2 separate regions of the Mus musculus genome follow, and region 1 is linked to region 2. A link is a contact called in public HiChIP or PLAC-seq data. All regions are on one chromosome and are shown on one strand. The core of a region is the stretch at or near the end of the contact, and the rest is flanking DNA. Distances in the headings are between cores, read along the strand shown.

Region 1 (6,199 bases), core at 2,453-4,952, 150 kb before region 2:
TTCGGTTTCCAAATTCAGGGTTTGTCACACTCTGTGAGTTTTAAGGAGGGGTGGAAGCCCTCACCTAGTGAGGTGAGAGGGCACTTGAGACAGACAGACAGACAGACAGACTGGTCAGTTCAGGCTGAGCTGTGCTCTAACAAGTGAGCCAAGTTCTTTCCGGCTTACTGAACAGCAAAAATGTTTTTTTTTTCCTGCTCATATGACATAGCTGTCCTGGAACGGCTTTGTTTTTGCTCTACAGCTTCTTCATTTTGGAATCTGCCGAACAAGAGGCTCTTGTCTGGAACATGCTGGGTCCTTTGGCAAGAAAAGGAAATACTGGTGGACCATAGCTTTCAAAGCTCTTGCTTGGCAATGTCACCCACTGTTTCTGCCTACGCTTGTTGGTCAAAACCAAGACAGGCATTCAGATTTGTATCAGTGCACTATGAAAGCATTTTTTTTCCTCCAAGAAATAGAAAAAATATTTTAATTAATGATGTCACATTTATCTTGGGGTTCAGCAGTCCCCTACCCCCAGCTTCACTCAGTGCAGCCCCATAAGAGACTGTTTTACCTGTTGGAACTTGGCACCACTCTTGGTTTGGTGCAGTTGTGGCAAAGGTTATCAATTATTCGCTGAAGTCTGTTCTGCACCTATATCTACATATGGCCCTGGGTGTAACCCCTACCAACTGTTTTCATCACTTTCTGGCCATGACTTTGAAGTAGCATGCATGAGCTTTCTCCACTGTACACAGCAAAGTGTGGAGAGTATAAGAATCCAGACAATGACCGTTCAGACTGGAGCGAGCCATTTAGGTCTGGTCTAGTTAACCTGTAAACAATAATGACTCCATAAAGTCCGTGATGGGATCTCAGTTATTGGCTCCTTGCTGATGGCATTGCAAATTATTATAAAAGTGTATCCCAGAGTGCTTGCTATAGCAACAGTAACAATAATCATATTCATAATTTTTAGTTCTTAACACTGTACTGGGACAGGGGCTGACAAGATGGCTCAGTGGGTAGAGGGTCTTGCTGCCAAGCTTTTCAACCTGAGGTTGAGTGCCAGGACCTATGCTAGTGGGAGAAGAGAACTGACTCACAAACATTGTCCTCTCACCTCCACTCATGAGCCGTGGCACCCTGAACCCACCAAGAACACAGATAAAACGAAGCAAATGCCACCCTACACCCTCACCATAATTAATAGAGTATTGGTTTGTAAATTATAGATGCCGGGATCTGGTTGCCTTTGCTACTTGGTAACTGTGGGTTCCTGATCTTTGGCTCATGAGGACAGAGGTTTCAGACTATCTGTTCCATTGCTTTTGGTCTGAGGCGAGGGAGACACTGTGAAAATGGCTGGGTGTCAGATAAGGAGACTGCTGAACTCTGAACAGCCAGGGAGCAGAGAGGAACAGGAAGGGATCAGGGGCAAGATGGCCTTCAAAGACATCAAAGCTCGATGGCTAGTGCCGATCGGCTTTCTCTGAAGACGTCAGAAGCTCCACAAGCCAGTTGCCTCTCCGTGATGGCTCACCAGCGCACAAGCCTTTAACACAGGAGCCTTCAGGGAGAAACTTCACAATTAAACCTTACCAGCTTCCATCTCAGCATGTGATGGATGAGTCTGCATGTCACCCGCAAGCCATCATCACACTTCACACCTCTGTGCTGCTGTGTACTCAATAACTTTTCCTTAATGCAACTAAAGTTCTGCATATTTTTTATTGGCACTTCAAATCATCCCCTTTTATCCAAGAAGTGTTGGGATGCATAGATTCTTAAATGTCCCCGTCTACCTTCGACATTCTGGAATATGACATTCTTATAGCTCTAAAGGAAATAATCTGAACGATCACCTAAGTTCCTCTGGGCACAGTCTCCTCAACAGAGTCTTTGAACACTGGACAAGCCAGAAGCTTTGGTCCCAATGGTACTTTATTGGCTGTAGTTGATTCTTAGGTAAACTCTTAGAAAATTGTTGCCAACTGTGCCGCAGTGACTACACCTCCCATGGATCTCATCTGGGTCCCTGCTTCCTTGTTATTTATATTTACAACTTCTAATGTTCTATTTACCTTTGTGGCACCATACAAGTCTGAATGTCTTATACCACATGCTCACTCGGGACTGAAAAAGAAAACGAAGGCACGGTTTTTGAATTGCCCACTAGAGGGCAGCAGAGTAATGGGAATTGGGATAGTCCCTGGCTTGGTTGTAGACGTGTTGACATGTGATTTGGCAATTGAATAATTTTTGATACTGTCCTGACACATAAACACCTAGAAGCAGGTTTTCAAAGGTTATTTGCACTCTAAAAGAGGAATTAAGAAAACGAACTTGCATGCCAACAGTCATTTTCAATATTCTACAAAGAATTGCGGCCTCATTATGAGATTGCTTACAGAGAATACTCAGCTATGTTAAACCTGACTGGCAAACACGCGTTCAAAATAAATTAGACTGAATGGACCTGAGAAAATAGATCCAATGACTAATGAAACTTTCTTCTGAGGCTTGGGGGCCAGCCAACTTGCCCAAAAGAAGAAACTGGGTTTTATGAGATTTTGTTTACCCCCCAGCCCCCCAGTCTCCCAGACCTTGGGATCCCCAGACTCAGGGAATGATCAGGGTAAAACCACTGCCCACATGATCTCTGGTTGAAGGTAACTTTTGTGGCAATTTACTTTTAAGCTATTCCCTTATACTGGCCATGAAAAGTCAGCAGAAGATCCAAGTTTATTCCGTTGACATCCTCGAACCCTGAGAAATAGCCCATTTGTATTATCACGCTTTGATGTATTTCCCGTTTGTGGAACTTCTTTGGTGAGTTGGCATTTTAATTTAATTATACTTTTTACTAATGGTCTTTATTTTTCAGTGTCTGAGTGTAAAACGCCCGTAGGTTTGATTATCTGCCCCCTCTTCCTGGTGCAGAGGCACCGTGCAAATTTATAAACTGATAAAATGCAGTGTAAAACTCAGGGAGGTGAGGTTAGGAATCTGTATAGAAATTCTGTTTGAAAGATGAGGCATCTCTTCGCTTGCAGGGTGTACACCCCCTACACATAGCTCAGTATCTGGACTGGGTGTCCCTAATAAGAATGGCAACACAGTTGAAGCTCAGAGAGCATCAAGGACCATAAAGCGCTCAGGTGCTCAGTGGGTCTCTTCTGAGCCTCTGTATACACAAAATCATAGTCACCACCGTATTTATTTGTTCTTCTTCAATGCCCTCCCTGCACTGAGGAGCAAACCAGACTCTAGAGATTGCTAGGCAAGGCAAGCCCTCTACCACTGAGCCACCACCCCCCCTCCAAGCAAAAGTAGCTTTTTCTTGGCATGAGTTTTAGTTGTGTTTCTTGCTTTAGAATAGACTTTGAGTGTTGTAGGGAGCTGATTCTCTGAGAACATTGTCAGCGTCTGCCCCAAAGGCTCTCCCAGGACCTCAGAGCTGAGTTGCTGTGCTTTTCACAGCAAAGGGGGGGGGGCACTGAATGGCTATCCCCAGAGACACAGCTGTACACACCCATAGTCGCATTTCATGCAAGTGTGCTCCCTCTTCTCCTGATCCTAAGACATCGCTGACAGGGAGACACACAATTGATTCAATAACAGCCTTTTAAGAAGAAAGAAGGGCGAGGGGGGCGGGGATTGAAGAAAACTTCTAGGTAAAACAATCCAGTTTCAGAAGACTGGAAGGCAAAAAGCAGAGTCTCGTTTTAAAATCTTGGGAATCTAGTCTACAAGATTTTTTTTTTAGAGATGTATTTAAGTTCAATCCAGCTTCTGAGACATGTTCTAGCTTAAAGCTCAGAATCTATAACCTAAGTTATAAGTCAAGTTCACAAGTCCCGATCCTTCCTGCTCATGTTTAGGGATGGGGGCATGATAGCATTGTGTGTGTGGTGGCATTCTGGAAGAACGGGGGATTTTGATTTTTAAAACCCGCTGGCATGAGCTGTGTTTTTCTTGCTGTACTCATCCTGATGTCCGCCTGTCCTCATTGCCCTTGTCTCTCTGTCCCTGTTGCATTAACATGGATGATTTGCCTAATGTCAGTGAAGCAAAGACCAGGCCATGCTATTTGCTTAAACTCTGGGTGAGAATGTGGCAGAGACAGGAGAGAGGAGATGGTGGAATGGTGGAAGCATCTTCTAGACTGGAAAGCTGGGCTATGGGAGAGGGATTCAAGTGAGGAGAGCAGTCACGTTCTAGGCGACAGAAACCGAGGCCCCAGGAATTTGCCAATTACACACGTGGGAATGTGTGCAAGTTCCTAGCCATGGGACACATTGGCTCCATCTCCAGCAGGAAGGAGAGAAAGGAACACAGAGCGAAGAACAGAGTGTGCTAATTACCTTCCTCTGGGGATCTTATAAACTGGGATGTGTATGGAAATTGCCACGATGAATATGGTTACTGCAGGATCTAATTTTCCTACCGAGGAGCAAAGGGAAGGAAGCAAGGGCATAGAAGCTGGACTCTTTGATCTTCTGCTCTTCTTCCTCCTGAAGTCCCCATGCTATCTAACTGCCTGCCTTCTGTACGGCTATCCTGCTTGGGGATAACTCTCTCTCTCCCCTATCTGTATACACATTTTCTGCTCAGTTGCTTGAATGCATGAGATCTTTCTGCATCACGAGGGGGAGGATGTCAAGTCAGAGTACAAACGGGCACTGGATCTTTGGGGGAGGGTCTGAGATCTTTCTAGTTACCCTGGCAACGTGAGTTAGGGGCACAGGAAGGCAGTGGAAAATAGGAAAAGTTAGGGATGGGGTTTGGGGAGAGGATATATATCAAAGGCTTGAAAGAGGAGAGGCGAACTTCTAAATAAGGGGCTTGATTTGATGTTGACAGGAGCAGCCAAAGAGGGTTTGACATGAGATTTTGCCCTGAGCAGACAGAAAAATGAGGCCGTGATTTTTTTTTAAAAATATGGTAAGGATGTTTATCTTACATTAATAATTTGTTTAGCAGAGCCAGATGCAGAATCCAGGGTTCATGCACACTGAGCAAGCGCCACTTCTCAGGTACACACTTAGCCAGGTAGGTTTTTTTTTTTTTAATTCATGTACTTAATTTTGTACTAGTCAAAGGAGGAAGGAAGGAACGCCTTGACAGAATAAGACTGAGCCGCAAAAAGCCAGCCAGCATTGAAGATGCAGCGAGAGAAATGGAGAAGACGAAACAAATACCGAGAGATTCAAATCCTCTAGCTGATTCCAGGCTGGGCAGCAGGTTGGATTAATGCTAACCAGGAAGGACAGGTGTGCTTAATTACCTAATTGTTTTCATGCTTGCGTTGTCTACCTGAACTGGAAGCTTCTTTCTGGACTCTGACACGAACGAAGGAACTGCCTCTTCAGGGAGCACTCCCTGTGCGGCTGGAGAGAAGATGCTTGGCAGCAGAAAACCAGTTCTCCAGCTTCAGGACTGGCATGGCACAGAAGGAAGGTGTGTGCCCCACCCCACCCCACCCCACCGCCAAGCAGCACTCATCCCCTTCTGCCTTTTCAGCATCTGAGGGACATGTCTTCCCCATTCATCTGGCATCCTGCCTTCCCACTTACCTGGCTGGTTGGGTGCAGAGGACAAGAGAGGGAGTGGTACAGGTTTCCCAGTAAGTAGCCTAGCATTGGTTAGGGATGCACCTTAGTAGAAATGTACTCACCAAGTTCCCAGGTTCAATCCCACCCACCGCAAAGAGAAGCAAAGGAGAATAGAATAATTGAACAAAGCAGAGGTTAGCCTCAAATCCTCGACACCTAAAAGAAAAGAAATGGGCAATGGCAGTGGGTGGAGCTGAGGCACCAGACTCTTTTGTGCCATCTGAGGGAGCTACATTCAGGAACTTAGAGATGGCAGATGGGACGGCTAGAATTTGCTGTCACATGAAACACTGGAACAGTTTGCAAACTAAGAGAAAGCCCATGTTTCACACACACACACACACACACACACACACACACACACACACACACACACTATCCCCCACCCCTGCACCGTGTTCCCTCTCACAAATCCACTAGTGGAGATGGCTGCAGAGGCTGGCAACATTCACTAAACAAAAGAAGTATTGTCCGCCCAGGGTTTGCTCACTTTAAGGGCCAAACCCAAACAGTGGCACTCCAGGAATCTTCTTCCTCGTTTATCAGGATCTGCTCCACACACCCAGGAACCTATCATCCAGACTGCCTAGGTTTTG
Region 2 (5,765 bases), core at 1,557-4,056:
TAATCAGAATCTCAGTGTAATTCTATATATATTAATATAATCTCAGTGTAATTCTATATATATATGTATATATATATATATTAATCCAATTCTAAAATGTATGAGAAAACCAGAACTCAGAACAAAATGTAATGATATGTTTGTATGAAAACACCATAATCAAACCCAATACATTGTATGTCAGCTTTAAAAAAAATAAATCCATTTTGGGGTCAAGGACACCAGGAGAACACAGTCAACCTAATCAACTACACGGGGTTCACAGAGGCTCACAAAGACTGAAGCAGCAATCCTGGAGCCTGCATTGGTCTGTAATAGGTCCTCTGCATACATGCAGAAGATGTTTAGCTTGGAGTGTTTGTGGGTTAGCAAATCTGACTCCTTTTGCCTGCTCTTGGGTCTCTTCTTCCCCTACTGTGTTGCTTCATCCAGGCTTGATGAGGGTTTACATCCGTCCAACTGCACCTTGCTATGCCGTGTCTCATGGGCATCACTGGAAGGCCTGCTCTGAAGGGAAATGGAGGCGCAGTGGATACAGGGGAGAGGACAGGTAGAAGTAGAAGAAGTAGAAGGAGAGGAGGCTGCCTTTGGTTGTATTGCATGAGAGAAGAATAAATAAACATTTTAAAATCCTCTTGTATCAGTAAAAACAAAACAAAACCAAAATTAATTTTAAGTTAGAAAGAAAAGGTGATATGGATGAGATATTTTTTTTTCTGATGAGATTTACTATCATAAGAAGTTTGCTGTTGGCAAATATATAACACGGAGATTAATGAAAAAGGCTAGAGATTTCAGAAACGCATACATGCACATGCGCAAACCAGGAGTTTCTCTTCAGAAGTTTTAAGGCCATTTGAAGGAGCAAAGACAGTCTTTGGAATAGATAATGTTAAATCAATAGAATTTTTATTTGAAAGAAAAAAAGAACCTCTACCCCACACTATTTATAAAAATTAACACAAATTTGAAGTGAAATGTAAAAATGTAAAACTAGAAAGTTCTTAGAAAAAACTCTTTGAGACTTTGATCCGCACATGTATTTCTATGAAACACAAACAGTGGAAACCAGAAACAGTTGACAATCCATAAAATTAAAATACATTTCAGGGGAGACTTTTAAGAGAACACGAGGACAGCTCTAACAGAGCAGGACACTTTATCATGTATTTCACTCTAAAGATTGATGTCCACAATTTATGATGAATATATGAATGGCAAGAAGATGGAAAATCTGACTTTTTAGCTACAGCCAAACTTCTTTTATTTTTTTTTATCTACTTTTAAGACAAAATCTCGCTGTTTGTCCCTGGTTATCCTGGAACTCATCGCATAAACCAGGCTGTCCTCACAAAGATCCTCCTGCCACTGCCTCCCTGGTGCTGGCACTAAAAGCGTGAGCCTCCGCATCCTGCAAAGAAAAAGTTCAGATGCTTCAATGGAGTCAACGAAGAAGACATAAAAGTAGTCAGTCACATGTCACCCACCACTGCTTTTCAGGGAGTTTCATCTTAAAACTATAATGAGAAATCACAACATATCCTGTAGACAGAACACTGTTCCGTGGTGGCACTTTAGAAATCCATGTGGTCACTTTTTGGAAAGGGAAGCTCATCTGTGATACAGTCTTTTTAGTTCCCAGGCATTCACTGAGGAGAAATGAAGGAGTCTGTCCACACAAACGCTTGTCCATGCAGGTTACAGCAAGTTTCTTACAGCTGGAACTGGCAAGTTGGACAAAATCTTCCTCATTGTAAAAAAAAAAAAAATTATTTTTGCTGTAGTATGGGTTGATCTCAAGAATTTTATAAAGTGGGTGTGGGGTAAAGGATGGATTAGAAAGACGATCATACAAAGCCTGGGGGTGGAAATATGTTATCTTGATTGAGGGGATGATTTGGGGGTCTTGTGCATATATAAACACTCAGCAAGTTGTGTTTTTAAAATTTAAATTTGTTGTACATAAATCTTAGCTCATCAAAGATCAAAGAAAACACAAATTGCCAACACTCTCTTGCTCTTTATAGAATAAAGGTAACGCTGGCAAGCAAGTCCCACACTCAAGTCCCACTCAACGACTTCCCACTTTAGCCTAGAGTTCTACTGCTCCACCTCCCCTTACCCCTGTGGCCCCCCTGCCATCTGTGAACTCCCTGTTTTGCTTATATCCATTCCATCTTTGTGGTTTGCAGTACCCTCGATCACTGCTATCCTTTTATCAACAGACCCGCACTTATGTCCAAGCCATCAAGCTAAAAACTGCCCAGCAACAGAAACACCTGTACTATGAAGAGAGTTGAAAATAGTGCAGTCATTTTGAAGAGTCTGGTATTTTCTCCTTTGCATGTTGTGGACTTGCATGTTGCCTCCTCTTCCTCTTCTTCTTTCTTTTCTCCTCCTCCTCCTCTTTCTCTTTCCCCCTCTTCCTCTTCTGTCTTAGTGGAACTACAAGGCCTAGAGGGACAAAAGCCATCTTGCAAGCAGACCACAAAAGCCACAGGCCAGGGGAAGAGAAGGGAAGGTCTCAGAAAGGCCTGGTAGCTAGTAGTGTCATTGAGGAGGGGTGACAGTCCCAATATTTTTTTTTTCGTGAGAAAGATAGATGGCATTATTAGAGAAAAATCTTAGTTGCGGGTTATTTCACAAAATTTACTGGAATAAGAAAATAATGTGGAATACACATGAGTATTCCAGACCAAAGCTAGTTCCAAATGCCACCCCACCCCTGTGCAGATCATATTCACAGCCAGCGGAGAGGAAATGATCCACAGAAGCAACGTGGACATTGTTGATTAGCAGCTGCCAGTCTGTGATTGGCAGAAGTCTGGCTGCTGTGATAGGCTGCAACTCAGTTGCTTGGTGAGCAGGGTCTATCTGCTCTTTGCTGGGTTACAATGTGTCTTTACATCAAGCTAGGGCACCTTTCAGATGCATGGGCATTGTTTTGTCCCATACTTTATAGCCCAGGCACAGAGACAGGTTTATGTTCGAAGTGACTCAGTTTAACGGCACGATCAGTTGAGTTCGTGTGATTGTCATCCAAACACTTCTAGATGCATTGCTCTATAAATCTGTGTCCCTTCTGCCCCCAGAAATCACATCCCCACCAGGGGACACGCTCCCTTTCTGTCTGCATCACTTTATGCTTCACAAGACATAACAGGTACCCTGTGCTGTGGCAATCCAGGCTCGTGCTTGACTTCTCCAGCCTAGCTGTTAGAGCCCCGGCCTCTCGGGCTGCTCTTACCTCAGGGTTCAGAGGCTGAGCTCAAGCATGGAGTTAAAGGCCGGACAATGAGGTGGTAAGGATAATGGCATATGGTCAGTCTTCTTGCCTCAACCTCTCACTTTTTAACCAACGGCAGGCACTCAGCCCCCATGACTGCAATATCCCATATTATGGGTTTGATATTAATCTTTGTCTTTGAAGGTTGTTCAGCTATTGAATAAGATTATCCTTGAAATTTATCAATCTGGTGTTAGCTCCCTCCATAAGTCAATGGTGATATGGTACAAATGACATGCCTTCCTTTTCTGTTACCTCCTACCCACAGCTGTGCTTTCTAACTCAGAAGTCATAGGGTCTGAGGAGGGGTAATTCAGGCAACCTAAGCCTGTCCTTTTCCATAGAATACAAGTAAATCGTATAGGAATGGCCAACGGCAATAAAACGCATCGAGAAGATGTCATCGTCTTCTTCACTGGTCCTTACCCTGGGCGCTGCTTCCATAGCTGACAAGATGAGCTAGCAAACTCCTTAGAAGCCCTGGAGAACAGGTTTCTTTATAACTCTAAAGGCAGAGACCACTGATCAGGACTAGTGCCAAAGGCAGCATCACCCACAGGCAGGTTATCACTTCAGGTTTGATACTAGGTCAGGAATTTCTTTCCAAGTGGTTTCAGTAGTCAGCTCTCAAAAGCTGGCCCTAAAGCTGATCTCACTCTGAACTACAAGGTGAAATCAGGTTTCAGGCCAGCTCTCGTGTCATTCCTACATCTATACAATGGGAACACGACCATATTCTCTCTGGCTTTGGGTCTCAGCTGAAATTTTCCTGGTCCCCATTTCTGGGACAGATCTTGATATCCTCTAGCTAGACTGGGCATCCCGGATGTTACCATAACAATAATACCCTTTGTTTCTTTAAGATACCTGCTAAGATACTTTTCTAGTTCATTGAACTTTGATGAAGAATTCCAATTTGAAAGACATTTGATTCCAGAAAAAAAAAGTGGGATCAAAATACTTTGTTTACATAATACATTACCATGTATAATTTATAATTATGTATGAATACATAATTACACATTCTGTACTCATTCCAAAAATCTTTCCTGGGCACCTACTCTGTCACAGCTACTGTTTGCCTTGGTTTCTACTCTAATAACTTGGAATCTTTGACAGTCTTAATATCCACACTCACCTTTAAGAAGGGAAATCTCTGACGTCTCTAGAGCGGGGCAGGTAAAAGCCATGTGCCAGCTTTACAACGCTATGAGGAAGCCTTTTCATCCAGGTCCGTTCGGCCCAAATTTGCTTACACGTGTTCCCCACTCAGGCAAGCATGTAAAGCAAGTTGTTCTCTGAGCTTTCCTATATGATACGGTCCTGTATATTATATTACACTTATAAAATACCACGAAGCCCTTATGAATTAAAAGATAATTAGTGGTTCAACACACACAAGACATTAAGCCCAAAGTGTCAAAAATGTCATGGAAGACTATAAATCATGGTCCGCTTGCATTGATCCCTTACAGAGTTAGTTTTTTAAATCATCTCTTTAACACCTTGTAAATGTACAAACAGCTCCGGACCCAAGGGAAACTTTAATATGGTTTTCATACATATTTTAATTTCATCTCAAAGTGCTAGCTGCATAAAAATTAAGTCAAACTCACAAAAACTCATTGATTTCCACAGGATAAAGCCCATCTGTCCAAGCCAATTGAGAGGCTTTCCAAAGCCGTGAAGTTGGTCCCGCAACACTGAGGCCATTATGGGCGCCCTGCGCTGGAGGGACTCTTGTGTCATTTTAAGAAGGCAATTTTGCTATATTTACTGTATTTAAATACAGTGCTACTCTGGGGGGAACAAAAGGCTCCCTGTGTAACTTTCCTGAAAGTAAACCAGGAGCTGTGAAAAGAGAGATCTGTTCTGCAGCTCTGATTAATGTTCCTTTCTGCCAAAATCGAGACTCCTTAACCAAGTTCATTTAATACAAAGTAAACGAATCTCACTCTTTGGATTTGATCCTCTGCGTAAACCCCCTAGATAAGGCTCTCCCCGTGAATGGCTTTTCATTCTAAACAAAGGATGTTTTGATAGAAAGGTCGCTGCTAAAGCCCTTTATATTGTGATACAGGGAAGGGAAATAACATATTAACGGCCACCCATGGCACTCTGGTCTGGGCTAGGGGCACACATGGAGCAGAGCCCATTCGGAAGTTGGAGAAGCCCTGGTCTGCTTTCAAATTTCTCCTCCAAAAGATATTCTAGTGTATTAAGTGAAATGAACTGGACCCCATCACTGCTTGTCTTCCAGGAAACTGAATGAGCTTGTGTTTGGCTTCACCCTGCCACTCAAGACCAAGTACATCACCTAAGACTAATTGTCATTCACCATGAATTGTAACGATGGAGACTAATGGTCTATACCTGCCCTTGAATAGGACAAATAAACTGAAGTCCCTTCTACAATAGAATGTATGACATAAGGGGTTTCCTGAACTAGAGCAGGCTGCACTAGCCAGCCCTCTGTTAC

Evidence for each region. HiChIP or PLAC-seq counts read pairs in DNA pulled down with a chosen protein or histone mark.
Region 1: a contact with region 2 is called in an H3K4me3 HiChIP or PLAC-seq map of the SCID.adh cell line, with 5 times the contacts expected there. The contact joins two enhancer-like sites. A contact is called at or near these places in 1 of 39 promoter capture datasets (liver), 1 of 15 datasets of contacts at CTCF or cohesin (embryonic stem cells), 67 of 484 Hi-C or Micro-C datasets (DN2 thymocytes, DN3 thymocytes, ECoMG myeloid progenitors and 33 more), 7 of 115 datasets of contacts at active chromatin or transcription factors (the SCID.adh cell line, bone marrow-derived dendritic cells, embryonic limb bud and 3 more) and 1 of 9 other capture datasets (embryonic stem cells).

What each region holds. Positions count from the first base shown.
Region 1 is chr8:89,781,189-89,787,387 of GRCm38.p6, reverse strand. No RefSeq gene overlaps it. Among named protein-coding and RNA genes, the nearest start is that of Gm24212, 120 kb to the right of the region's middle. Within about 2 kb of position 3,702, at least 2 of the 459 cell types and tissues checked have an H3K27ac peak or open chromatin away from gene starts, as enhancers often do. A contact at or near this core is called in the SCID.adh cell line, where this site is marked.
Region 2 is chr8:89,631,767-89,637,531 of GRCm38.p6, reverse strand. No RefSeq gene overlaps it. Among named protein-coding and RNA genes, the nearest start is that of Gm24212, 33 kb to the left of the region's middle. Within about 2 kb of position 2,806, at least 1 of the 459 cell types and tissues checked has an H3K27ac peak or open chromatin away from gene starts, as enhancers often do. A contact at or near this core is called in the SCID.adh cell line, where this site is marked.